3 separate regions of the Mus musculus genome follow, and all the other regions are linked to region 3. The links are chromatin contacts, called in public Hi-C and promoter capture Hi-C maps. All regions are on one chromosome and are shown on one strand. The core of a region is the stretch at or near the end of the contact, and the rest is flanking DNA. Distances in the headings are between cores, read along the strand shown.

Region 1 (2,783 bases), core at 229-2,728, 1.5 Mb before region 3:
TGCACCCACTGTCTTCATTTCCTGGGCTGTAGTGCTCCCATCCATAAATCAGGGAAACTGGAGATCAGTAATGAAGGGGGTCAGCCAGTTTCACTATTAAATTCCTCAAAGCTGTGGAAGCTGGCCCTGGTGTCTAATCTCACTCCCAGTGTATTGTAATGTCATAGTAACCCAGGTGCAGTCCCCAGGATTTCATCAGAGAGGGCACAGACAATGCCCAGGCTATGAGGCTAGGAATCAGTCCAACAGGTGTTTATTTGTTTGTTATTGTTGAAATTCAGAATCTGAATTACAGTTCCATTAAAAGGGGGACCAAAAAAAAATCTGCCTCTTTCTAGATAGAACCAATCAGTTAAGGGAACAAGAATGAAATATCCTGGAATATGACATATAGTACTGCTGATACTGGATCCTAGGCTTCCGGATTGGGAAGGAAAAAGGACAAGTTTTATCAGGAGATGAGAGCCCTTTGGGAAGGAGCCCAGTAGCTCCTAACTCTCCCTGACTCCCCAGCTGACAACAGTGAAACACTGATTAAGAGGCTGCTGTTTTTTTCCCAATGGTAGCAGCAATCGTTCCCTGGAAGCCAGCTCTCTTGATTAATGTATAAAGGAGATGCGAAAACATACACTCTGCTTTTCTGATACTAAATATACACACCTTTAATCTCTGTTCTCCAGCCTATGCAAGAGCTCACCAGAGAAGAAAATCAAATAGCATACTGTATACAGAAGCTCTCTCCCCCCAAATGCCTGGTTCCTGATTAGAGCAAGAAGAAAGAATAGGATGCCACAGGGAAAGGCACACATCCAAACTATGGAGAGATATCATATTCCTTCTCTCAAGGAAGTGAGGAGCATCTATATGTTTTAATTAAAATATGAAATGCATTTAAGTAAATCTCACTAAGCTCTGAGTCAGCACCTTTAGAAATCATTTTCTCTTTGTTGCAGCCAAATGCAAAGTGATTGATCCGACTGCGAAGTGTAGGGTTTGTGGGACTGTATCAATCCGCCATTTGGAGACTCCGCGCCAACAGTTGTATTTGGTAAGGCGAGTACTAGAGGGAACTCGTAGAAAACTAAAATGCTTGTCAACAGATGAGACACAAATGTACGATCCAAAGCTGTTTCTGGAACGAGCCATTTGGGGAACTGCCACACAGCTTGAGAGATCTGAAAGAAAATGCAGGCTCCACGTGACAACTTTAAATAAAACATAAAGGCCTTTGCTCACAGGGTGGGGGGTCTTACTCTTGCTGATCTACTAGTTTTCCCTGAAAATTGTATTAGCTTGGAAAGTAAACACAATTACTCTGTGAATGCAAATTATGCTTCTAACTAATTACTGATCGAATCCAGCAAAGGACAGCCACATTTTTGTCTTTTGAAATATAATATAAGAAACATTTGTAGTGTGGAGGCTTACCTTGTCCGTCCGAGGAAATTAATTTTCTTTCCTTACCCAGAAAGATTGGTAATTAGCTGGGAGTGTGATGTTCCCTTGTTGCTATGACTACAGCAAGACTTCATAAGGCCCCAGGACTGAGAAAGAGCAAAGGTGACAGAGCCCTTGAGGGAGAGATACTTCCTTGCGGAGCAAGTACAGCCAGCTACCCACCCCATCACACAAGAAGAAGAGGAGCTGGGTTAAGCCTACGGTGCTAATTTACAAAGTATTTTAAAATCAAAGATTGTCCGCACAACATTGTTAACTTTATCTTCTTTTTTCCCCCTCCTTTTTCTTCCTCTGTTTTAAACCCAGGTGTTCTAGGTAATTTGATATTGCTATTGCCTCCAGGGATTTTGTTTGTTTGCTAGTTTTAATCCAAGGAAGTAAAAGAGGCCTCTCAGAGCCACAAGGTTGAAGGTCAAAGATCCCTGGGGTCTGCTGAGCCTAAAAACCCTCCCATGTGGACATTTTCTTAGGTAGAGGAGGCTGCCCATGCTGGAATTTGAGTTTGAGAGCAAGCTTAAACCCCAGAAGCTTCACAATCTTAAACAAGACTGATTCCCCATCATCCTAGTCTTACTTTCCCTGTTGCTTTCTTAACGTTTGATATGAATCTAGGATTCTGTAGGATAGACTTGGACCACCAACACACTTGTTTTTCTGTTTTAAATATGTCACGTTATGAGTCTGTTGTCCTGTTCCCAGCATCCCCCACGTGCTGAGGCAGGTGCTGGCATGAAGCGAGTGAGTGTGAGCCTTTAGGGAATTCACGTGGAAGGGAAGGAGAAGGGTGCACTTACAGGAATAGCATTGGTGCTTAGGGTAGGAAATGAAGGAACGGAGACAAACCTTGACCAATTCGGAGCTACCAAAGTGGAGGACATGGTGAGGTAGGCATGCAGTGATCACAGATAGCAGATGAGCCTCATGGTCTCTTTTCCTCTAAGAATCATACAAGGAGTTTTGAGCATTTCCTTGTGAGGGATCCTATCATTGTCACAGTATAAGTAAATCACATGCAAAGCTACATACTTTTGTCTCATGCATTACAGAAAAAAAGGAAAGCCAAAATTCAGCTCTGGAAGTCTAAGAATGTATGGCTATATTTCTAAAATGTAGCCCATCATACAAAGAAAACAAAAAGACAGACACTCAGTGACGACTTCCTCCTCCTCCTCCTCCTCCTCCTCCTCCTCCCTCCCTCCCTCCCTCCCTCCCTCCCTCCCTCTCCCTCCTTCTCTCTCTTTCTCTCTCCTACCCCTCTCCCCCGTGTGTGTATGGGTGTAGTGGGTGGGTATACACAACTGTACATGTATGTGTAGAAGCCAGTG
Region 2 (2,700 bases), core at 74-2,573, 1.7 Mb before region 3:
TGCAAACCAAACTTCCATGTGCCGACCTTTTCCCGGAACCCTTGGCTGGGCCGAGTGCATGACTGCCATCCCAGTACTTGGGAGGCTGAGACAGGAAGAGAGAAGCAAGTTCACACCAGCCCCAGTGTTGAGTTTTAGGCCAGCTTGAGCTTAGAACTTGGACCTGTCTCAGGAACTAAAAGGAAGGATGGCTTGGAGGGAAAGGAAGGGAACCCACTGTCCCTGACCTCATCCACGAGGGGCTGACAGTGTCCCTCAGATCATACAGTGCTCCCTACGCAATGAACCCCTGACTCCACCCCTAGCTATGCACACAACTGTAATCTCAGCACTCAGAAGGTAGAGGCAGGAGGCTGAGGTGTTCAGGGTCAGCTTCTTAGTGGGTTCTAGGAATCCTGAGCTACGCAAGACACTGTATACAATTTTTACGAAGGGTATTGCTCGAAGGTATATGTTGGTAATTTTCAAAGCCGTGCGCCAGGTCTAAACCAATAGCTAATGGGCTAATAAGAACAATCGCTTAAAGTTCACACAATCCTAGGGTGTCTGGGTTTAATTATATTTGGATCTTTCCTTTGTCTGTCCAGATCCCAGTCTGCTTCGCACAGCTCTGCTGATGTAGGAACAAGGAATAGTTACAGTGTAACTGTGGGCAGTGGGCAGCCAGAATAAAGACCTTGAGAGATAAGATAAAGGTTTCTTTGTAAACATGAATCCATTAGTTCTTAGATTTTTTTTTTAAGAAATTAGCTGAAAGGAACTTCTTATTTTTTTAAAGATGAACTAGCTGTGGGAAGGAGGGGAATGTATCTTGTTGGCTTAGGCAGAGTGATACGTCTCTTGGCTCAAGCTCCGGAAGGGGCTAGATTAAGGATGCATGTATTATTTCTCTTTGCCACGCAGCCAGCCCCAGAAAACAATGCTAACTGTGGAGAAGAATAAATGATTTGCGCACAAATGTTTAATGTTTTCATTTCTTTTTAAAATGTAGTAGCTCCAAGTGGAAAATATTTAAATGCGGTTAAATAAACATCATTCACTAATTAGATAAGATTTTCAGAGATTGTGGCCCTGGGAAAATGTTTAGATTATTAAGAGAAAATAATTGTGAGACAGGCTTGTATGTAAAACACGGTTTATCAACATGGAAACTATGCCAAGGGAAAGACTCATAACTCACAGAGAACGTGACTTTGGTTTTGGTTTTGGTCCTTGACCTTTTTTTTTTTTCTAATTGTGGTTTTGTAGTTGGCTTCCTGTGTCGTTGCTTGGGTTCAGCAAACTGTTGATTGGAAACACTCAGGGGAGGACCTTTTCCTGTCTTGATTTTGCTCTTGATATTGTTAAAGAGATGCACATTGTGTAGGACGGCCTGTGTAAAGCAGAGAGGATGTACAATATTATGGGGTCTTGGGTGTGAGTCCTGTCATCCGTGACAGGGACAGAGACCCAGCCCTTATTCTGTCTCTGTGCAGGGACCTAGAAAGTTTCTATCCCCTTAGGGATTCCCATTTAGGCAAAACCAGGATTCCTGGCTTCATAGATCAAGGAAAAGGATACCACGGTATCTTAGTGTTTTATTGCTATTAGAGACACCATGGCCAAGCCAACTCTTATAAAGGACAACATTTAATTGGGGCTGGCTCACAGTTTCACAGTTTCAGCCCATTATCATCATGACAGGAAGCATGGCTGCATGCAGGCAGACAGTGCTGGAGGAGCCAAGAGTTTTACATTTTGATCCAAAGGCAGCCAGGAGAAGAGGGGTTTTAAGGCCCTGGGTAGAGCTTTAAGTGCAGGACCTCAAAGCCCATCCCCACAGTGACTCACTGACTCAGACAAGACCCACCTCTGCATAGTGTCACTTTCTATGGGTCAAGCATATTTAATCCAGCACACATGATGAACCCTGATGAAGCAAGGCTGGGGATTTACCAACAGACAGTTTACGCGTATATCTCATGCTCGGGGTGTTTAGACAGATGACTGACTGATGAGCAAAAGCACACCAGGAGGATGAAGGGGAGCCTCCCTAGGGCAAGTTGGAAGCAGCTTTCTCTATGATGGGGGTGTACAGGGTTTTGTTGGCTTTGGCACTGGCTGGTATTTTTTGTGAGCTTGACACAAGTTAGCATCACCTGGGAAGAGGGAACATGGAGTGATGTAATTGCCTCCATTAGGTTGGCCTGTTGGCAAGTCTGAGGCATTTTCTTGATTAATGATTAATGTGGGAGGGTGCATCTTCCCCTGGGCAGGTGATCTGGGCTTGTATGAGAAAGTAGGCCAATCCCAGCAACTGACCCACCAACCAAAGAGCAAGTATAGGCTGGACCTAGACCCTCTGCATATATGTAGCAGATGTGCAGCTTGGTCTTCTTGCGGATCCCCCAACAACTGGAACAGGGCTGTCCCTAACTCTGTTGCCTGCCTCTGGATCCCATTCACCTCACTGGTGTATCTCTCTGTGTGTGTGTGTGTGTGTGTGTGTGTGTGTGTGTGTGTGTGTGTGTGTGTATCTCTGTGTCCATGTGTTTGTAGGTCAGAGGACAACTTGCACTAGTCAGTCCTTTTGCCATGTGATTTCAAGGGATTGAGCCTAGGTCTTCAGGCTTGGTGCAGTTGACTTTACCCACTGATCCACCCTGCCAGCTCCCCACCAAAAAACTTTTAAATGTAAATTAAGGTTCATCCCAACACATA
Region 3 (2,700 bases), core at 100-2,599:
ATAACAGAACCTGGGTCTTCCGCCCAAGCAGGAAGTGTGTTAACCAGAGCGGAGACTGGAGTCAGTCATCTATCCCTCCAGCCCCGCTTCAGGGCAAAAGATAGAGAGCCAGGAACCAGTTCTGGATCTAAGTGAATTATGGGTATTTCATGCCAACTCACCAAGTTCTCATTGACTATGCCATCACTCGCTGCAAAGAAAGCCAGAACGTGAGATATAAAATGTCTCTCATCGGGTTTCAGAGCTTCCCAGTGCTGAATATCCTTGGAAAGGTCCACCTGAAGTTTAGAAGTTCACGATTAGCAGGTCTGTAGGTCTCTCTCTCTTTCTCTCTCTCATACACACACACTTTAAAACTGAAGTCCCCCAAACCATCTCATTACCGAATTCTTCACATCCATTATTCCCTTTGTTTCAGGGAACACCCAATATCTCAGTGAGCTACCATTCCCAAGGGCAAAAAGTTGTGACGGCCATGCGGGAGCCTTCTGACACACAGCAAGTCCTGAACGATTACCTCCTCGGCAGTCCAAAAGGAGGCCTCGGCTTTCTTGTACATCTGCCAGATATCATGGTACTCGATGGGAAAGACAACGAAGCGGCGGGGGTTTTCTCTCAGTAACGGCTCATCCTCAACGCTGGGGTTAGTAGGCGCTTTACTTTCCTGTTGGATGAGAGAGAGTGCCAAGTGAACCAACCCCCAAATGCCAACCGAACCGCAGGAAACTGCTAGCCAGTGTCTCATCAGATCGAGTACTTTCAACGATTGGTAATCTCGTGTGCTTAGCTGTCACGCTGCACTCTACTATTACCATAGGCCGACCCGAGTAGGACATTCTGAGGAGACACTTTGGCGGGAAAGAAGAGTCAAATAATTCAGCTGGGACAATGCAGATTTAGCGCCAACGAGCGGGCGCCCTCTACTGGGAGCCTAAGCGACCCACCTCAGCCCCACACGGGCCACTCACCAGCTCGGCGGAGTCCTGGAAGATTCTCCTCGCAGCTTTGCTGGCCAGGACGCGGGTGCTGCTGAGAGTCGGGGGCTGTAGGGGGACACGCGTGGTGAATGGCGGTAGGCACCCTCCACCCTCCCGGGTCCGGGAACCCACGACCTGCCAGTGCACATCCAACCCAGCCGGCACCTGGGCCGCCCTCACCGTGTTCTCCTTGTCAGCCAGGGTGAGTCGCTTCAGCGGCGACAACTGCAGCTGCTGCTGGTCAGCGATGGTGGCGAGCGGGGTGCGGACGGAGAGCATGGCGAACGAGGGCAGCGGCGGAGACGGCGAGGAGCAGGCGAAAACAGCTGGAATCCGGTGCACCGCCGACTGCCAGCGCCCGCGCCCTTTAAAGAGCCACCCAACCGCGCGCTCCGAGGGGGCGTGGCCTCGCCTCCCATTGGACGCCGCTGACCCCGCTCGCCGCCCAGCGCGGGAGATTTGAGTTGCGCCGCAGGCCTTCCGCACAAAGACCTTTAAGGAGCCTGCGCCGGCCGGGTGCGCGGGCGCTCGCGGGGCCGGAACCGGTTAGGATTGCGAGAGCCTTGGGGATTGAGCGCGCAGGGGGTCGCCGGGCGGGCGTTGCCGCTGAGGTTGGTGCCAAGGGTGGAGTGACGCTGCTGGCCTCTGGGACACGTCGCCTTGACTGTCTTCATGTCCCAAGTAGAGGGGTGCGGGGGACCCTGGTTTCTTAAAGAGATTCGGGGTCCCGAGCAATCGCACCGGCCTTGTGGGATTAAGGGGGTCCTCAAACTAGGGTTCCCTAAAAAGCTGTCTTCAAACTCATGAAGGGGTACGGATGCAGCCTTGGGTTCCTTTTCTACCCTGCCCCTCCTGTCAGACCCCTGTCCCCTCTGTCCCAATTAGTTTAAAAGCTGCCAGACGATTACAAATTCCAGGAAGCTCACAGGATGGTGACGAGTCATACATTCATTTTACGACTCTGGGCGTCCAGTAGTCTAAAGACGAATCTGCAAATTCCTGTGGTGAGGGTGGAGACAAGAACTCAAGTTTCCATCTTTCTGATTTGCCCTACGGGGTCCAAGATACCAGAGATAAAGCGCTGAGATGGGACACTGAGATCCCGGGGAAAAACGTGGAACCTGGGAAGGCTCCACTGACTCTCCCAGGTCAAATATTTTAAAAGAGGACGAGGGGAGGCTCCCCTCTGCTTGTGTCCTAAGTTCTCTCACTGTAGATGCTGTAAAAAATCTCTGAACACCATGTGGCAGCTCAAAGTTAAAGCAGGCGGCATCCACCGCTGCACAATTTATTGATGCTGGGGACAAAACCCAGGACTTCTTCCATGCTAAGCTAACTGGGCCATATCGATAAATATTTTAAATCACCTCTAGCAAAATTGTCAGTTCTTTTTTTTAACATATAATTTCTAATTCACATTCCATTCCTCCGTTATCCGAGGGGTTTGCCTTTGGCTCCTCTAGCTCCTGGTGTACTCAGTACAAATGAGGTCTGGCTACTAAAATAACACTCGACCACTGAGGGAAGGAGAAGGTCGCCGCCATTCTCTTCTCCCTGCTCACAACCTCCTCCAAACGCCTCTTCCTCCCGCCAAGCAGGCTGAGCTTAGTGGGCAGCCCCGCCTAGGTTCCCCTGTACCGGGACCTGTCAGGAGCTGAGCGCTTTTGCTTCTGGCGCGGTTTTTAACCTCTGCTCTGTGATTGGTTGGTTCAACTTCAAGATT

The links. Promoter capture Hi-C pulls out the DNA fragments that hold promoters and counts their contacts. A called contact is a pair of places that touch in the nucleus more often than the background predicts.
Region 1: a contact with region 3 is called in a promoter capture Hi-C map of liver, with 6 times the contacts expected there. The contact joins the promoter of 4930480M12Rik here to the promoter of Rrm2 in region 3. A contact is called at or near these places in 5 of 39 promoter capture datasets (frontonasal cranial neural crest, hippocampal neurons, liver and 2 more) and 1 of 115 datasets of contacts at active chromatin or transcription factors (large pre-B cells).
Region 2: a contact with region 3 is called in a Hi-C map of LSK cells, with 6 times the contacts expected there. The contact joins the enhancer-like site here to the promoter of Rrm2 in region 3. A contact is called at or near these places in 10 of 39 promoter capture datasets (the 3T3-L1 cell line, 3T3-L1-derived adipocytes, embryonic stem cells and 5 more), 2 of 484 Hi-C or Micro-C datasets (CD4 T cells and LSK cells), 1 of 115 datasets of contacts at active chromatin or transcription factors (memory CD8 T cells) and 2 of 9 other capture datasets (liver and macrophages).

Annotation. Positions count from the first base shown.
Region 1 is chr12:26,209,962-26,212,744 of GRCm38.p6, reverse strand. 4930480M12Rik (RIKEN cDNA 4930480M12 gene) reads right to left here and starts at 1,478. Exons shown (of 3, transcript NR_046278.1): 1 at 1,429-1,478. Gm29687 (predicted gene, 29687) reads left to right here and starts at 2,240. Exons shown (of 5, transcript NR_131149.1): 1 at 2,240-2,342.
Region 2 is chr12:26,400,449-26,403,148 of GRCm38.p6, reverse strand. All of the region lies in intron 2 of Rnf144a (ring finger protein 144A), which reads left to right. Among named protein-coding and RNA genes, the nearest start is that of Mir6538, 13 kb to the left of the region's middle. Within about 2 kb of position 1,323, at least 73 of the 459 cell types and tissues checked have an H3K27ac peak or open chromatin away from gene starts, as enhancers often do. A contact at or near this core is called in LSK cells, hematopoietic stem and progenitor cells, liver and 1 more, where this site is marked.
Region 3 is chr12:24,706,903-24,709,602 of GRCm38.p6, reverse strand. Rrm2 (ribonucleotide reductase M2) reads right to left here and starts at 1,349. Exons shown (of 10, transcript NM_009104.2): 1 at 1,158-1,349; 2 at 969-1,043; 3 at 518-664; 4 at 162-278. The coding sequence starts at 1,256.